2 separate regions of the Mus musculus genome follow, and region 1 is linked to region 2. A link is a contact called in public HiChIP or PLAC-seq data. All regions are on one chromosome and are shown on one strand. Each heading gives the region's core, a stretch centred on a gene start, on an enhancer-like site or on the middle of the called end of the contact. The rest is flanking DNA. Distances are from core to core; before and after follow the strand shown.

What was found. HiChIP or PLAC-seq counts read pairs in DNA pulled down with a chosen protein or histone mark.
Region 1: a contact with region 2 is called in an H3K27ac HiChIP or PLAC-seq map of embryonic stem cells, with 10 read pairs. The contact joins two enhancer-like sites. A contact is called at or near these places in 2 of 115 datasets of contacts at active chromatin or transcription factors (both in embryonic stem cells) and 1 of 9 other capture datasets (liver).

Annotation. Positions count from the first base shown.
Region 1 is chr1:59,696,228-59,699,655 of GRCm38.p6, forward strand. Nop58 (NOP58 ribonucleoprotein) reads left to right here. Exons shown (of 15, transcript NM_018868.2): 5 at 2,096-2,232. Among named protein-coding and RNA genes, the nearest start is that of Snord70, 6.0 kb to the left of the region's middle. Within about 2 kb of position 1,739, at least 19 of the 459 cell types and tissues checked have an H3K27ac peak or open chromatin away from gene starts, as enhancers often do. A contact at or near this core is called in embryonic stem cells, where this site is marked.
Region 2 is chr1:59,607,212-59,610,639 of GRCm38.p6, forward strand. Gm973 (predicted gene 973) reads left to right here. Exons shown (of 19, transcript NM_001357842.1): 11 at 522-594. Among named protein-coding and RNA genes, the nearest start is that of Gm33833, 11 kb to the right of the region's middle. Within about 2 kb of position 1,855, at least 51 of the 459 cell types and tissues checked have an H3K27ac peak or open chromatin away from gene starts, as enhancers often do. A contact at or near this core is called in embryonic stem cells, where this site is marked.

The sequences.
Region 1 (3,428 bases), core at 489-2,988, 89 kb after region 2:
CCTGTTAGGCAGCATAATCTCAACTAGAAATTGCAAAAACACGTTTTCCCTGTACACTGTAGAAAATAAAGATGGACAAAAATGATAATATAAGCTCTAAGCCAGCCACTCATGCCGTCTGTTCACATTTGTGATGATCCTCATAGAATTTAAACTTTTTTCTGTTGAGTAAAGAAGTGAGTTGATTGGAAGCTTTAGTAGCAGGCATAAAGTACAGAGGGGACTTAAATGGTCTGTGGTGGTGCATGCCTAGAGTTACTTGCTTGTGATATTATAAAATATTGGCCTATATGAGGGAATTAACAAATATATGCGACAGGGAAAGTGTTATGATTGAAACAGTTTTGTTTTTTAAAACAAATTTTTTTCTCCAACATGGAATTTGTGTGCCACAAAATCCAGGGTCAAAAAGATACTTGTTATCTGTGTTTATACTATTCATTAATACTCTTTGGGAGGGTTATTTGAGGGATGCACTTATCCATAGGGAAAAGATAGAAACTTTTTGCTGTTACTTTTGGTTAAAATCCGGTGAGTATATGAGTACCTTGTAATTTTTTTTAAAGATTTACTTAATTATTTTTAAGATTTATTTATCTTATTTATAAATACACTGTGGCTGTCTTCAAACAGACCAGAACAGGGCATCGGATCCCATTACAGATGGTTGTGAGCCACTGTGTGGTTGCTGGGAATTGAACTCAGGACCTCTGGAATAGCAGTCAGCACTCTTAACTGAGCCATCTCTCCAGCCCAATACTTTGTAATTTTAAAGCTAAACAAATGGCTGGAGTGATGATGGGTGAGTGGTTAAAAGTGCTTAGTACACTTAATACACCGGGCTTCAGATCCCATTACCAGCATTACACAGGTCATTACTACCCATCACTCAGTTACAGGGGATTTGATACTGTCTGGCCTTTAAAGGCACCTGCACTTAACTAGTGCACAAAAACTCCCTTTGGCTGGGGCTAGAGAGATGGCTCAGTGGCTAAGCGCACTAAACTACATGGTAGCTCAACAACCATCTGTAATGCAATCTGATGCCCTCTTCTGGGGTGACTGAAGATAACGACAGTGTACTCATATATATAAAATAAATCTTTTCTTTAAAAAAAAATCACATAGGTACATGTGCAGATTTTAAAAGTCTGGAAATCAAATAAAATAGCAGTAGTCCACTTAGTCCAACAAGCAAGAAAAAAACTTCCTCAGATTTAATAATGCTTTGCATCTTGGGATGCAGCCTAGCCAAAAGGGTAATTGGAAGGTTTCTCTATTTAATTTCCATCAACTTCTTAACAAACATACTAGAAGCAAACACTATGTACAGTTGAGAAAAGTATATATATTATACCCGAGATCAATATTGTTTTAAAATACCAGATTCCAATGAGATAGATCATGCTTATCTGTTCTATCCCGGCCTGTGGCTTACAAGGACCAGGTACACCAGGGAGGCAAGCTGGGGCTGAAAGAGACTTAGACTGCGAGAGGTTAATGGAGCCGAGACATGTTTCAGTTCAAGGCCCTCCGTTTCCTAAGAGAGTGTGCTTATAAAAGGGGAAGGCCCATCCCCTCCAGTCCATTCTTGGTGTCTGGAGCCAGCCTATAGGTGATGCGCAGAATAGAATGTTCCTCTGGAATGTATCAGGTGCTTCTCAGCAGGTAGCAGTGTCTTGGAGAGAGCAGTGGCAGCTGGCAGAACAAAAGAAGCCATCTAGGTCGGAAGGCTCCACCTTAGGTAATTTCCTTCTCACTGGCAGCAAGGTCAAAGTCTGGAGCAGCCTGCTTCAGGGCTGAGGGAGGCTCCACTTATCATTTCCGGAGACTGAGGCAGATTGTTCCTGTGAGTTTAAGTTGAACCTGTGAATTCACATTAGTGAATTCTTTTTGGTTTTTCAAGACGGGGTTTGACCAGGCTGGACTCAAACTCAGAAATCCGCCTGCCTCTGCCTCCCAAGTGCTGGGATCAAAGGTGTGTGCCACCTCTGCCTGGCTACATTGGTGAATTCTTAAAAGACAATATCTGAAAACCCACAACGGTGAATTTTCAAGAAAACTTATTTTTCATTTAATGTGAATGTTTTTATAGGAAAAATTGAATCTCAGCTGTATCCATAGTCCTGTTGTTAATGAACTTATGAGAGGAATCCGATCACAAATGGATGGCTTGATTCCTGGGGTAGAACCACGTGAGATGGCAGCCATGTGTCTTGGATTGGCCCACAGGTAAGTACAGAAGTTAAATGTATGCTTACTCATATACATACACATATTTATATACATCTGTCCTAAAAGTGTGTAAGTATTAATGTCAGGGAGATGCTGCTGTTGCCCTCAAGAAAAAACTTGCTCAGCATCAATAAAGCTGATAAGTGGTAAAAATACAATTATTAGACCCAGTGTATTCTTTTTGGTTTTTCCAGGCAGGATTTGTCTGTATAGCTCTGGCTGTCCTGGAACTCGGTCTATAGACCAGGCTGGTCTTGAATTCAAAGATCCAACTGCCTCTGCTTCCGAGGTGCTGGGATTAAAAGAGTGTGCCACCCCAACCTGGCTATTGCCTATATTCTTTTAAAAATGAAAACTTATGGCAGGCTTTCTTTATATCTTCAGTGTTGGATCATTTCTTCCCATAGCTTTGCTTTGGTCTGAGAAAGAACTTTGCTGTGTACACGTGTTTCTGATTGGGCCAGAAAAGGCTGTCAGGTGTCCCTTCATTCTTCCTATTCCTTTGAGGCAGACTCTCCCCCTGGTTTCCGGGGCTAGGCCAGAAATCCTCAAACCTCATTGATCCTTCTGCCTCCCAGCTGAGGTTTGTTTAGGCACACATGGAATTGCTGACTTGTTATGTAGGTACAGGGATCAGACTTCCACAGCTCATGATTGTATAGCCAGTACACTTAACTGCTGAGCCATCTGTATTATTCAGCGAGCCATAACATGCTAGGATTGTTGAAAGTAGTATCCTAATAGGCCGCAGTGAAACATACCTTTAATCCCAGCACTCTGAGGTCCCAGATAGTCTGGTTTACAGATGAAGTTTCAGGACAGCCAGGTAACAAAGGGTTTTATGTATAGTGCTTAAAAATAGTACAACACTAAGAAAACACAACTGCTTCTTTCTCATAAAAATCAGAGATACTAGCCCAGCAGTGATGGCGCATACCTTTAATCCTAGCACTAGAGAGTCAGAGGCAGTCAGATTTCTGTAGGCCAGAATGGTCTACAGAGTCAGTTCCAGGACAGCCAGGGTTACAATGAGAAACCCTGTCTTGAAGAAGGAAAGTATTTATTTATTTATTTATTTATTTATTTAGAGATACTGAAAATGTTCTGCAATGTAAAGATAACACCCTGAGGTATGCAATTGTAGGGCTACAGATGTCATTAATACCACGATTTGCTAGCTCACATGAAGCCTT
Region 2 (3,428 bases), core at 605-3,104:
TTCCCCTGCCTTAGAGGCTGTGGCTCCTCCCCAAGCTCCCCCCTCCTCTCAGCCTTTACTCGCTTGCCAGTTCTGTCAAGTCCCTAGAGGTGCTCCACACCCTCCCAGCAGCTGGCCTGTGCCATCCTTTTTCCCTTCTCGATCAGCGGGACTAAAGCCCCACCTGGCTCCTTAAAACTTATCTCTGGACGCTTATGCTGAAAGAAACTGACAGAGAGGACAGGCTGGGGATGGTAGCTCTGCAGCTGAGCACTTGCCTGGCATGGGAAGACATCCTGATTATAGTCCTCAGCAGCACTGGATAATGGTAGCACACGCCTTTAATCCCAGCACTCAGGAGGCAGAGGAAATTGGATCTCTGTGAGTTCAAAACCAGCCTGGTCTACAGAGTGAGCTCCAGGACAGCCAGGGCTACATAAGGACACCCTGTCTCAAAAATCCACACTCTACCGGAAGGGCATGGACACAGGGGAGTTTGCATTTATTTTGTCTCATTATTCTTTTGTGTGTTAACCCAATAGGAACGTGGAAGTGAACTTGACTCTCATGAAGAACCAGGAGGACCCCTCAGAGGAAATGCCAAAGACAGCCAAGGTAGAGTGAGCTGGCGATTCGTGAATCCTTTCACTGGGACTGCCCAGATAGAACTCGGTGTTGTTCAGACCCATTAACAGAGAAGTCTTTCCATGTCCCTTCAAAGCATGAACTGGAAGTTAGAAGCAGAGGCCTCTGTCTGTCGAATGCAAATGCAAGCGACATGTTTTCTGTTCTTCCATTATTTAAAGATTTCTTTCCTGCTGGAGACTGCAGACTGAGACAAGAGTAGAGACTTCGGGGACAGACACAAACCCCACCCCCACCCCAAGCATCCACCCTTCTCCACCTCCTGCTTTCATGGAGGTGTGCATATGCTGGTGAGGCGGCTAGGGTTCCATGCCTACAGACATGCTGGTACGAGAAAGCAGGACCTTCTCTTTAGAGGCCTAGCTGCTGTCGACCAGAGCCCTGGCTGGCAAGAATGCCAAAGAGGCACAGGTCTTTAATCCTAGCACTTGGGAGATAAAGATAGGTAGATCTCTGGGAGTTCAAGGCCAGCCTGGTCTCCTTAGTTCCAGGACAGCCAGCACTACAGAGAGATCCTTTCTCAAACGAACAGTGTGCCTTGGTGGAGGCTTCCTTCAAAAACAAGTTTATATTGATCATGACGGGTGGTAGTAGTTCTAAGAAATACTGAGCCTGGGGCCACTGGGTGTGGAGGCACTCACAGTTCATAGCTCAGAGACTGAATTAGGCTCTCAATGCTTTTGTGGGCACCTAGGCATATTACTACCCCACTGGGCTCTGGCAGCAGGACTGTTCCTTACCCATTATAGCTTCTAGTTTTGGTTTGGTATGGTTTCAGTTTCGGTTTTAGTTTTAGTTTTGCTTGTGTGTTTTAAGACAGTCTCAGTGTGTGACTTTGGCTGTCCTGGAACTCACAGAAATCCCCCTGCCCCTGCCCCCGCCCCTGCCTCTTATTAGCATTAAAGGTGGGTGTCATTGCTTCTTGCAGAAGTGAAAACCCCTTACCTTTCTTTCTTTCTTTCTTTCTTTCTTTCTTTCTTTCTTTCTTTCATTCAAGATTATTTTCTGTATATGAGTACACTGTTGCTATCTTCAGCCACATCACAAGGGCATCAGATCCCATTACAGATGGTTGTGAGCCACCGTGTGGTTGCTGGGAATTGAACTCAGGACCTCTGGAAGAGAAGCCAATGCTCTTAACCAGTGAGCCATCTCTCCAGCCCCACTTACATTTCTAAGGGTGGGTTCCAGGCCAGACAGAAGCCATGTGCTTATTGTTGCTACACAATGTACAGCAGAGGGAGCAAGCGGGCCTGAACTCCAGCCTGGGCTCTGAAACCTAAACCATGTGACTCACAGAGAGGGCGCCTTTTTTCTTTCCTGGCCCCTTAAAGTCACAAGCGAATGCATGCCCAGCTGCAGGTCTGTGCTACTAAACTGAACCTGAACTGTGTAGCAGGCTACAAGCACCTTCACCTCTCCACGCCTGGCATCCTTTTCTGCCTCAGGGACTGGTAAAAGAACTTTACTCTTTAAGCGGTGATGAGGAACGAAAAAAAAAAATGATGTCCCTTAATAAATACCAACCTCAATTTGGACATTGCAGCAAATTAATATCTTCCCTCTGTGGTCACTACCAAACTGTGAAACAACACTGACTCTGCCTCCTTAAGTGGAAGGTTTTGATCTTTCCTGTTTATCTTCCACTGTTTCTTCCCATCCTACTCAAAAATAATTTTATACTGATTTTATTATTTCTAAATGTATTTATTTTTATTTTCTGTGTATGGGTGTTTTACCGGCATGTACGTCTGTGTATCATGTGCATGCAGTGCCTGAGGAGACCAACAGAGGGCGTCAGATCCCCTGCAACCCTACTTACAGATGGTTGTGAGCCACCATGTGCTTGCTGGAAATAGAACCCAGGACCTCTGCAAGAGGAGCCAATGCTCTTAACCGCTGAGCCATCTCTCCAGCCCTATACTGATATTTAATGTCATTCTTTGTGGGTATCTGATAAGAATATATTTTGGGAGTATGAGGCCTAGGTTGGTCAGGATTTTAAGCAAGAATTCTTCTAACATGAGGCTCTGTCACCTCCATGCTCAAAGCTGAGTGACACTAGCCAGGAAAATGTACCCTGATCTTCAGATTGTCCCTGTTGTAAATCACAGATCCAGAATGCGAACCCTGGCAGGCTCCAGCGTCTTAGCCAAGTGCAGCGGGGGCTTTAGGCACCACAGAACATGGCCCAAGCTAAGCCATGACTGAGTCAGTCAAAACAGATTTCCTGTCTCATGACGCCAGGGCCGGCTCCGGCCGAGTCCTCGGAGGTTAGCCAGACATTCTCAATGCAATGAAATGCCACTGCAGAAAGTCACCGGAGGCCTGTGCCTGTCTCAATGACAAATGCTAATTTTTAGAAAGGCTTTCCGGTCTTGGAAGGCAAGAAGAAGGAAATTCCAAGGAAGTGCTTTTAGCTGTTTAAAGAACAATTCTCCCCTTTGGTCTTAATGGTCATGTTGTTTTTCCTACTTTAAATTCAGTAGTGACCTGCACGGTTTATTATAAGGAGTGAGCCAGATACTAGGGATACATCTCAGTGTTATAACACTTTCTAGGATGTGTGAGGCCCTGGGTTCAGTCACCAGTATTACATGGATTGCATATATATACACACACACACACACATTAGTACATTTTTTAAAAAAAGTATGAGTGATCTAGTGAGAGGACTTAGAATTCTTTTGCAAGTTTCCACAAGATAAGGTTCACCAGCAACCTCCAAATCTGGGCAGACTGGGGAAACAGTCCCAAAGCCCAAGGAAAGGATAAAAGGTCAATTCTAGTTACTTCCTAGATCA